Regions from separate parts of the Gossypium arboreum genome. Here region 1 is linked to region 2. A link is a contact called in public Hi-C data. All regions are on one chromosome and are shown on one strand. Each heading gives the region's core, a stretch centred on a gene start, on an enhancer-like site or on the middle of the called end of the contact. The rest is flanking DNA. Distances are from core to core; before and after follow the strand shown. Region 1 holds the start of LOC108476825 (kinesin-like protein KIN-14R). Region 2 has its middle 300 kb from the start of LOC128285829.

What was found. Hi-C and Micro-C count contacts between places; a contact is called where the count stands out from the background.
Region 1: a Hi-C map of leaf shows a contact between it and region 2, with 6 times the contacts expected there. The contact joins the promoter of LOC108476825 here to the enhancer-like site in region 2. A contact is called at or near these places in 2 of 5 Hi-C or Micro-C datasets (both in leaf).

What each region holds. Positions count from the first base shown.
Region 1 is chr12:55,368,389-55,374,531 of ASM2569848v2, reverse strand. LOC108476825 (kinesin-like protein KIN-14R) reads left to right here and starts at 4,045. Exons shown (of 19, transcript XM_017779182.2): 1 at 4,045-4,494; 2 at 4,905-5,203; 3 at 5,288-5,459; 4 at 5,566-5,636; 5 at 5,731-5,914. The coding sequence starts at 4,269.
Region 2 is chr12:54,654,648-54,661,116 of ASM2569848v2, reverse strand. No RefSeq gene overlaps it. Among protein-coding and RNA genes, the nearest start is that of LOC128285829, 300 kb to the left of the region's middle. Within about 2 kb of position 4,821, at least 1 of the 2 cell types and tissues checked has an H3K27ac peak or open chromatin away from gene starts, as enhancers often do. A contact at or near this core is called in leaf, where this site is marked.

The sequences.
Region 1 (6,143 bases), core at 2,796-5,295, 710 kb before region 2:
GCTTCGACGGCCCAATTTTGGTATGAGAGTCACGTGTGCAACACGAATTTGGTTAATATCGATGGGTTGCAATTTTACATGAGATGTCCTCTTGTTATCTTTTTTGTATGACTTGTTTATCTCTTGATTCGTTATATTTGATTTTGTTCAATGTTTGATTAATTGTTAACAGTGTTGATAAGTTTTGATAATTGCTTGTATTAATTATTAATATGATGTTAACATTTGAAACAACAAAATTGAAGGAACTTTTATTAATCCTATTTGTAATAAGCTACATATTAAAATATATTTACTAAAACTAATGACACAAAATAGGTTCTTTACCTCTGATCTTTTCGCATGAATAGTGAATGACGTTATGAATTATCATAATTATGAAATTTGTGATGCACAATGTAGAAATCTTTTTGGCATTGTTTGTTAGAACAATTGGAGACAGAGGAATAAGGTTATCTTCAATCCTGGTGATTATTGTGTTGTGGTTATTTTAAGTCATTAATTGAGCAAAATCTATTGAAATTGGATGGTAGGCTCCAAACGAGGGCTGAGTTAAAATAAATTTAGGTGGGGCTCTTAAAAAAACTACAATGCGTGCCTAGATAGGAGAAGTTATTGGAGACAGTAAGGGTTGTTGGCTAGTTGGGTTTTCAATAAATGTTTGCTTATGTATAATTACTCAAATAGAGCTTTGGGGGATTTTGGATGTCTATATATTGCATGAGTAGAAGGTTATAAACAGGTCATTGTTGAATGCAATGATTTATTTGTTGTTCACATGTTAAATGTTAATTCAAATGATACTAGTACATTTGGATTGATTTGGCACATCAAGAAACTTTGTCAAATGCAATGTAGGGTGCAATTTTAACATATTTATAGGGTAGCAAATTATATTGTAAACTTTATGCCGAAATGGTCCATTGATAATGATCTTGATTTGTGTAAGTTTGCAAGATCATCTAGTGGAGTATTGATCATTTTATTAGGAGATATGTTGGGTATTACTTTTGCTTGTGACTGCATTGTTTGAGTTATTTTAGTTTTTAAAAAAATTGCCTCTTGTAACAAAAAATAAAAATAAAAATCAAGAAGCATAATAATATATTCTAGATATACAATGTAATCGATTGGGTTAGAATCATAAGCCAATTAGACATTAATTCGGTTAGAGATTATTTTAATAAAGTAATGAATATTAAAATAAGGATGATTTTGCCTTTACTATTTTTATATGAAATGTTTAAATAAAACAATTAAAACCAAAATGTCTAAATGTACAACAACAAAAAAAAAAAGATTTTACCACTCTACCAAGAGTTCAATTATTAATTTTATTTATAAATATATTTTAATATTAAGTTTTTCTTTCATCATATCGTGAGTATGATATAATCCAACAACAACAAAAGTTTCTTTTGGAAGGTATTATCACAAGACTTGTGATAAGAGAACAAAATTTTACTATGCTAGGATACACTTGTAAAATGGTAAAAAATAGGATGAATGAGAAACATAAAAAAACTTTAAACCACTAACAAAAAGGGTAGGATAAAATAAATAGATAACAAACGGGTTTTTTGGGGTTGACGATAGCGGGACTTAAACCTTCACGATTTTTAAAGTCGACGGTTTTTCCTCTTACTATAAATTTCAATGTTGTCGGTACTGATATTGACATGTAGAACAAAACTCTATATTTATTCTTACCTGATTAATCAATTTTTTAAAAAAATTATCAGACTATAGGGTGAATGATTTGATTAATGACTATTCCATTCGATTCTTTATTCAACTTGGAACTGGTTCATAACAATTCTTTTTATTTTTCATATAAATTAATTTTGCATATAATATACAAGAAATAAAAAAATGGGTGTCAAAGACATCTATTTAAAAAAATGTCATTATTTATCTATTCTTATAATTTTTTAAATTATAATTATATATATATTACGATACAAATTGCATTAAAAATGAATAGAAATAAAAAAAATCGCATAAAATAAAGTTTTTAGATTGAATGACAAGATTAAAATAATGAGAACTTTGAAATACTTGCAATGATGGATTATATTGATACTATTACAACTTTAAAAATTATATAACACAACATAATAAGCCAACAAATATAAATTTTATTGAAATATATAAATATGTGTGGTGAAAATTCTATGAATATAGGTGGACATGACAAATGTGTTGAAATATATGTTAAATTTTTCATATTTTATATATTGTAATGCAAATGAAAAATTTTGTTTTGTTGTTCCAATTTTATTATTTCTATATAAACTTAATAAAATTTAAAATATTTCAAATGATAAATTTTCATACAATTTTCATTAATTTAATGGACAAACTATTAATCCAAATTGAATTTATTTTACCTAATAAGATTATTTGTTTAATTAAGATGAAAATGGTATGAGTTGTTTTTTTTTTAATTAAAAGGTTGGATTTAACTAATAAACTTTTGGTAGTGTTGGTAACAGTTGAGATTTTGAGTCCTTGTATACTTAGGATCAAATTTGATTATATAAAATTGTTATGAGTGAATTTTCAATTTTATCATGTTTATATTGCTATAGATGTATTTTAATATTACGAGTTAATTTTATTTCAATTCTTTACTCATTTATGTTTTGTATTACCTTGATTTTACTTTATAAATTTAGAATTTATATTTATTAAAATAGTCGTCTTTTAATTTTAAATTAACTTTTATATATTTTACTTAAGGTTGTGTATTTTTGTCATATATTTGATTTAATGGGTAGATATTTGAAAATGTTTATGTGGGTCGGTTTTTCATGAAAAGTCACACTATCATAAACCATTGTAGAGGATAAGTGCAAATTTCATGGGATGTTTTTAAATCAATTGTTGAAATAAAAGAAAAAAGAAAAGAGAAACATTAATCCACCGTTAATCATGTTATGTAAGTTTTACATTGAAAAACATGAATTTACTTTTTAACCAATTCAACCGGTTTCAATATTAAAGAAAGAGATAACCAATTTAACAGGTTCCAAGTTATCACTATAATTTTTTAGTTTTTGATGTGAATTGATCAAATGACTATAGTTTCCTTATTTCTATCTTCAAGTACAGTTTTTGATTTAAAGGGATTTCACAAGATCCTGCTATAATAAAATCTCATACTAGATGTTATCTTAAAATTCATGTTATATCTTACGATTTTTCACTCTATTTATCTCCGATGAGAATATTGAAGAGATGTAATCAAGTTGACTCTAATTCAAACTTTATTCAATATTCGAGGCTGGAAGTTTTTTTTTTCCAAGTTAAATTTGTTTCAAGACAAAGATAGAATTGTTGAGTTCAGTCTATTAGGATCATTAGCTAATTTAATTAACCACTAAAAAATCTGAATATCACTCGCTTGATAACTTAAGTTGTTCAACTCAAATTCGAATCAATGTTTTTAGAATCAGATTAATAGTTGAACCAATCAGACCATTAGTTCGTTAGTTCAATCGATTCGATTAAAAATTTATTAAAAATTCATAAAGTATAAAAATTTTGATTCACCTACCCAACGTTTTTCTCCCCTCTCTAATTTTTGAAATTTTATATCTACATTTATATTAAGGGTTAGATTACTTGTCTAGAATTTAGGAGGTTTTGAATAAAAAATTAAACCTGATCAGTTTTCTAATTTTTTTAATATATTGTGTTATGTTATTTTTCTATGTTATGTATAATATTATAATGTAAACACTAAAGAATGTTCGCTATCTATATATAAAATTGTAATAAATGAAAAATATATAATTATTAAATTAAAAATTAAAAAATATAATATATTTCTTAATTTTTTTAAAGATAATATAGATGAATTTAAGTAAAATTTTAAATCTACATTTGAAAACACATAAAATATGTTGGTACCCCAACCTGACTTTACTCAGTCCATTAACACTTGAACGTGGTAGGACTAGTTTCATCTCTCTAATTCAACAACTTAAATTTGAAGACTTGGGTTGTTTTTGAAGAGAAGTAGAGAGTATAGAAAGCGAAGCCCAATGGGCTTTGCAAAAACTTATTGGCAAACCCTAAAAAGTACTTAACGGTAAAAAGGTCTCCCAACGGTCGACAAAGAGGAATTCAAATTCGAACAATTTCCTTTCCAAAAACATCCCATTTTCAAACGCATTCTAATTTTCTTTCGTTCTTTCACTCTTGCTCGTTACAGACTTATCCAAGCAAATCTCAGAAATTTTCTCGGCAACCAAACACACCCAATGGATAATGCTCAGTTAAACGCTTTTCTCCAAAACCCAGAAACCCATTTCCCCGATTTCTCTATTACTAGAGGTTTCGACTCAGAAAAATGCGATCTTGCCTTGAATCTAGATAACCCTACCTCCGCCATGGATGAAGGTGAAGAAGAATCTTTTGCTGATCTAATGCTTTGTGACTCTAATTCAAGGCTGATCCTATCCGGGTTTTCCAAATCTAATTGCACCGGTAAGTAAAATTTCATGATTTTATCTTGTTAAACTCCTAATTATTTAATCAATAATAAAGTCCTGTGAAAGAAAGAAATTACAGCTCTTTTTTTCCTTGATATGCTTGCAAAAAAAGCAGAAGTTTCTTGTGATTTAATTATATTTGGATTTTTTTTTAAATCTTTTAAAGTACATGTACTAGCATTCCAGAACTTGTTTGAAATATTACAAAAAGAGAAAAGAAAAGAAAAGAGGTGAAGTTTATTCAAACTTTTCTGAGTTGCTTTTCTTTTATATATATATATATATTGCAGATTAATTTAACACTTATGAGTAAATTATGAATTTTGACTTATATTTGTAGTTCTTAATGATATATGATTCAATCAAGGTAGTAATCTTTTTCCTGAAATTTCATACAATTTACAGATGAAATTGTGATGTTTATAAACGCTGGAGGAGAGGCTTTAAATGAAACAGATTCTAGCATGAAATTTGTGGGGGATAATTACTTTGAAGGAGGAAATGTTATGCAGACCAATGAGCCTATAAATGAGGCTGGAGATTGTCCTTTCATTTATTGGTCTGCAAGAATTGGTAGCTTCTCATACCAGTTCAAAAATCTTCCTCCGGGAGACTATTTTGTTGATCTTCATTTTGCAGAGATCATTAACACTAATGGACCTAAAGGAATGAGGATATTCAATGTCTATATGCAAGAAGAGAAGGCAAGTTACTTGTCAAAATCATTCAATTTGTTTTGTGGTTTTTCACTGCCTAGAAATGTTGAAATTTTGGTGTGAATATGACAGGTATTGTCAGATTTTGATATCTTCTCAGTTGTTGGAGCCAATAAGCCATTACAAGTTGTTGGTTTGAGGGTATCAGTGAAGGAGGATGGGCTAATTGCTTTGAGGTTTGAAGGAGTTATAGGAAGCCCCATGGTTTGTGGGATTTGTGTAAGGAAAACACAAAATATTCCAGGTACTGGAATTTGTGTTTTAGTTACTTGATTCACTCCTAGATTTAACTTTGGACCATGCTAGAAAAACTGCTTATTTTGCAACCTTTATTTATGATCTAAAAACAGTTACTCAGGGATCGCAAGAATACCTTAAGTGCAATAACTGTGCTGCTGAAATTGAAGTTTCCTCAGCTCAGGTTACAGTTCATTTAATATGATTTTGATGTTTTCTATGAGAGAAGTTAAGGCTGAACTTCCTGCTTATTTAGACTTTTATTTTGTGCTTTGTAGATGAAATTTGTGCGAACAAAAGTTACATACAAGTATGAAAAGAAGATACAAGAGCTCACTACACAGTGCCAGCTCAAGACACATGAATGTCACGAGGCTTGGATGTCATTGACTGCAGCTAATGAGCAGTTGGAGAAGGTTAGGATGGAACTTGACAACAAGATCTTCCAAACACGCACTCTCGGTAACCATCATCAGTTTACTTGTTCTCAGTTTTTAATGACATGAGCAAATGCATTTCTTCTTAGAAACTCTCATTTTTGCTAAATAATTACTTGTTCCTCATATTTCTGAATGTTTGAACCATTCAAGTGGAGGAAGATTTGTTGGAATATTGTTTATTAAATTCTGACTTAATCACAAATGCTGACGAAAAAGACTATGCAATGGTGGTTTATTTGGATTATGTTAGG
Region 2 (6,469 bases), core at 3,572-6,071:
GGTTTATTGTGATTAAATTGTTACATATAGAAATATCCCTATGACCTCATTTAAATTCTAAGGAATGATACTCATTATATTATAATCTTTAGTTAATTATAACATAGATATATACATGTTAACTAGTCGATAATCATAAGACTTTGACAGAAGCTTATGACTATAGATTCCAAGTTAATATAAAATTAAGTTGCCATGGAATTATCTGTAACATCATTAGCATAGTTTTAATAATATTAAGTTGATGAATAAAACTAATCTAACACATATATGTCATCTTGATTAATTCTTTAAATTATTACTCTTACTTTATGTTTACATTTCATCTTAGTTTAGTGCTAGTTTAGATAATAGTTTACTCATACTCTAAAAATTATTTTGTCATCACTAAGTTGCTTAAATCTTAATATTTCACAAAAATATTGCTTATACAGTCCTTGCGGGGATGATACTCTTATACTCAGTATTTTACTACTTCGCTACGACTGTGTAAACTTGAACATATATTAACAAGGAATCATGATTATTCAAGGATACATCTATTGAAAAATTATGTTTATTGTTAAAGGATATGACTATCTATTTAAATAGTTGTGTTCTTATGAAGAGACACGAGAACTCCTATAAATAGGAGTCAAACTTAATTTGTTTGACACTCCGAATTTAATAATTCTTTATAGAACTTGATATCATTGTTATGCTCCGCTCAGTGCTCAGTGAATTGTTTTCATCAATGCAAAACATAGACAATCGTTGGGCTCATTATATCCTCAAGGTTCATTTGCTAGTAACTCCTTTGCACACCATAATATAGTTGGGGATGAATAGAACATTAAAGAAAGTAACATTAATACATACTTTGAAGACTTTGTTAATTTCTCATAAATTTATTTTTATCCCCACACACCAACAATTATGAATTGGATTTGTAAAGATAAGAGAATAACGTGATGATTTGTTCATAAAAGCATTTAATGGAAATTGATATTCATATAACAAGCTAGGTATGATAATATCTGTATTCGGCTTAAGGGGGAGTGTTAGTTGTGTATATCTATATTTCAATATTATAAGAGCAAATCAGTAGTGATTTCATATTTGTAGGGATTAATTAATTCTTTAGTATTGTTTATTTCTTTCCTTGTACAAATATATGACCTTTATACAAAAACCCTTATAACCATTGAAAAATCACCAAAAAAGAAATTTCTCGTTCTAGTATTCTACAAATAACTAAATACGCATACATATTCCAATAATTGAATTGAAATATAGCAAAACATGCTGATCTACTTATAATTATTATAACAATTAAGAATACGTGGATTCAAGCATGTTTAAATACATTTTTCTTTCCAAATTGGTTTTGTATGAAAAAACAATGATATTATTATATTACACTCAATTTAAAAAGCCATTTATTATATAAATTAAACAAAATCATGAAGCAACATGAAATAAACCAATAATTGATTGATAATAGGATTTATAGTGAAACAATAAGTGGCAGTTGAGAAAAGGAAGATGGCATGTGTGTAAAAATATAAGGACCAACCAAATTAAGAGCGAAGACGTTAAGCAAAAGTTTAATGCATGGATGAGAAAAAAACATGGAATAATCCGTAACCAAAATTACTATTTCAGAAGAAATTATTTAAACAGTTTGGTTGGTTTTCATCCGAACATGAATGGATATACAAAGGAGAGTGAGGCACGTGATTGTCCGTCAAATAGGGGAGGCGTGTGGGCGGCTCCATTCCCGTGAGATCCAAACAACAAACTCAGTCCCGGGTTTCACATATGAATGATTGGGTTTGTCATTTTAGGGTTTACGAATTCCCTATCAAACGTTACAACATCAATCAGGGTCACGGGCCTCCCCTTCTCCTATGAACTTATGACCGCCATCTTCATGTCTCTCTACTCTTGTGGATGATTATGGATAAGCTCAGAAAATTGATAGCGGGATGGATGATAGTAATTATTTATATAATAATCAAATTTAAACATCACAAAATCTACTAAGTCAAATGGCTTGTGAAGTGAATGAATATGTTTTTGCTAAAATAAACAAATTCAGATTATAAATATGCAAATTGTATCAATCTAAATTTCAAATCTAATTATTATTGGAATACTTAAAACACACAAATCATCATAATCAATAGAATTAAAAAAATAAAACAAACAAATAATTTAATAAATTTAATATTAACTAATTCTGCCAAGTAAGGATAAATCGGCACTTGGAATGTTGGTCAGTGGATAATTTGGAGGAATGAAATAGCAAGGTAATCCAACTTTATAAAAATATTCATTTCAGTAGTTGATTTAATTTTTTTGTCTTTTTTACTATTAATTTTATATTTTTTGTCAATTCACCTTAAAATAGATGGAAAAATTAATGCTTGTTAATTTTTCTAATTTGACATATATATGGATGATATGTCAGCATTTAATTAATTTTTTAAATTTAAAAATGTTAAAAATATTTTATACTTTTAAAATAATTTTAATGATTTTTATTTTTAAAAATAATTTTAAAATTTTAAAATTTAATTAAATGTTAATGTATTATTTACATAATAATTCACGTGTATGTCACATCAATCAAATTAAAAATATTGATTTCTTCATTTGCTTTGAGATGATTTTATAGAAATTATAAATTGAAAAATTGAAAAAGAGAAAACATTAAATGAAAAAATAAAATAAATTTTTTTATAAAACTAAAGAGACAAATAAACTAAAAATAATAAAATAAGTACCAAATCCACAAAGGCTGGTCAAATGTTAAGTAGCAATCAAATGAGACCACAAAACATCAGATGAACTGAGTAGGGGTGTGTAAAATTTGGGTAAAATTGAAAAAATTCGGTTAACCGATCAAATTCGGTTAACCGATGAAATACGGTTAATCGAATTAATTCAGTCGGGGATCGGTTAATAATTTTTTGAATTTTCGGTTAACGGTTAATTCAATTTGAAATCGGTCGGTTAACAGAATTTTTTCGGTTTAACCGAAAAAATAATAAATAAAATTATAATATATAAATAGTCCACTATTCACTCAAACCCAATCCAATATAAATCTAAATACCCAATCTAATATATATTAACCCAAGTACCCAACCCAATCATAAAAATTGCAAATAATTTAATAAATAAAAATAAAAACATATAATTTTATTCAAATAATTCGTTTAATTCAGTTAATTTGGGTAATTCGAGTAATTTAGTTAATTCGACTAATTCGATTAATTCGGTTAATTTTATACTTTTTTAACTAAAAATATAAAAAATATAATTTTCGGTTAACCGACCGAATTAATTAAAAATTTCAGTTCGATTAATTTTTTTAAAAATTTTAATTTAATTAACGGTTAAAAATTTTAAAAATTAATTAATTTAATTAATGTTATTTTAAATCGATTAACCGACTAAACACCCTTACTACTGAGGGTCACAAAACCAGAAAGTGTACTGGTATCCGGTGGTACATGATTGCTGATCAATTGGTCATGCGGTGTCCTGTACTGCCGTGCACTGAACCGCACCGTAGGTCTACCGGCTGTCAGTTATACGTATGAGGGTGGTTCCGTCATTTCGGTTTTAAATGCTTGTGAAGTGTTAAGTCGCTCTCATAATAAATGCACAATTGGGAAGTCAATATTTTTAATTGCATTTTTCCTGTTCGAAATTGGGGGCTAACAGTTTATTATACCTCTTGTTTTCGGTGTTGATTAAAATAAGAATTTTTTCAGTCATATTCAGTGAGATATAACTTAAATTAACGATTGTTATTGTAAGGTAAAAATCGAATTAGAACATGTTATTAAATGAAAAATGTGTTATTCATTTAAAATTGGCAAATCTGATTAACGAAGAGAGAAGATTTATCTTCCTTAGAAAAAAAGAGACAAATTTTCCATAAACTATTGGGAAGTGTAGCTGTTAGCCTAATTTTTCATAAGCTGCTGGGAAGGATGTTGCCGCGGACCACAGAGTTGTTAAAATTTATGGTTTTGAAGTATTCTATTAATTGAAATGAAAAAAAAAAAGAAAACGAAAATGTGAAAAAAGTGCAAAATGGAATTAGATTAACAGCTCATACTCGAGGGTCCAGGTGTTGTGTCCTAACATACTAGATATAACATTTTACCTTGAGATGAAACGGTCCTTAACATACGTTTTAATTCATCCAAATACTTTAAAAAAAGCATTAACACTAAGAGGGATCGTATTTTAAACTCTTGTCAAATTTTAAATTTTCGACATTAAGACACTGAATAATCAATTAGGTACCAAATTTGGGTGTGACGAGGGTGATAACCTTTCCTCGTACGTAATTGACTCTCGAGCCCCTTTTTTCAATTTTCGCAAACCAAAATCGTGATTTTGATAAATCAATCTATTTATTGAAAAACGACCACGTTTTGAGGTGACCCGATCACATCTCATCAAAAAGGATCGGTGGCGATTCTAAACTTTTGTTTTGAAAAGTCGATTTCTGTTTTTCAGAAAAATGGTTTCGACATATATATCTAATCCTACGTGCATTTATAATTACGAAATTCATTCTTAATTAACTAGATATATGTATTTAATGTACATTCTTTCATATATTCATGTACTAACTTTCTAATTGATTCATTCTACTATATTTAAATGAAGCATAAATAAATTCAATGGTCACTTAGAAACCTTCTCTCCTCTTGCAAACTACAAATGAAATGACCTCGGCCTTGTCTTCAGTAGTCCCATTCATCTTGTTTGGGCTTCTCTAATTGGGCTGAAAATTCTTCCAAGTATAATGCAATTTTAGCTTACATTTGTTAGGCCTTATCATAAGTAATTGGCCCAAAGTACCTCTTGAACTTGGGCAGCTTTGTCTTCTCCATGGATCACATAATTGCTACATGCACTAGGCATCGAATTAGAGAGGGGGTTTATAAACTTGTATAGACTCATCCCATGAATAACTTGCATTAAAATACCCATAACTCTTTGTAGAAAACTCTAAAAGACACCGTTTGATGCCTTGGAAAATAGACTTGCAAACATGTCCAACCATAGATGATTCATAAATTTTGGACAGGTAAATCAACATCAACTTCAATTTCAACTTGATGCATGAATCTCGAATTTTTGGCAACTTTGGTTTCTAGGCCAACAAATATTTTTCCTACAAAAGTGTTTCCATCTTTCACCCAAATTTGGCTCATCATAAATTGACCCATAAGTCTTTCAAATCTGAAAATATCCTTACCTTCATTTCCTTCATTTTGTGTAGTAGTTAGCAACTTAGCAACCTTCATTTCCTTCATTTTGTGTAGTAGTTAGCAACTTAGCAATTGTTGTTACATAACTTTGGTTGATATTAGTGGTTTTGTGTTGGAAAAAATTGACATTACCTATATAATAAAGGTAATTATATGTTATTATTTATTATCATGATAGGTTAGCCCAAATTAAAAGTGATCTAATTTAGTTAAGATTTATTGGACTTTAATTATTAAATAAAGTATGGCTCAAATATGTGTAGATACACTAGTAATTAATTTCTAATTAATGATGGACTAATTAGGAATTAGGGCTAATGTGTCAAAGTTATATATATTAGGGTTGTGGTCCCCAATTTACAAATAAGATAACTTTTCTAATATCTCATCCTTAGAAAAGAGAGCAAATATTCTTTGAATTTCTTGTGTGCTAATTTGAAAGATCAAATCCCCAAGATCCTTAAAAAACTTCAAGGAATTTATAGATTTAAGTATGCTTCCTCATTTGATTTTGTTCTTGATTTATTCTTGATGATTTGACATGACAAATCCTGGTTTATGATTTATTAAGCTTTGTATCAAGATTTTAACGATTTTAACGTCATATTGAATAATTGGGAGTTGATTAATGTTCTTCTTTTGAATGATTGATTCATGAAATTTCATGAATTTTATATTTTGAATATATATGTTGATCTTTGAAGATTTATATTAAAGTATTTTTTAGATGTTGATTATCTTGAATTCATATTAATATTTTAGGATTCTATTTTAATTTTAATTTAAATAATTTTCGAATTGATGAATTCAATTACAAAGTTTAAAATATTTGTGTAATATTATTTAACACTTGCGTTACGAATGCTGCGATTCAATTTCTGTATACAATTCTATATTGCATTTTAGCTTTATAATAAATAAATAAATAAATATCGCATGAAAGTCAAGTCGGTGATTGCATGATCTGTATTAGAATTGTTAATTGCATGAAGGTCAAGTCGGTGCTTGGTGCTTTTGCCATATGTATATTATGCTATATTAATATATGTATATATCAATCATGGATTCTGTTTTTTTTTCTTCATGATTTGTGTTTCAATTTTCTGTATGTATGTTATGCTATATGAATATATGTGTATATATATATATCAATCATGGGTTTTGTTCTTCTTCTTCTTCTTTTTATT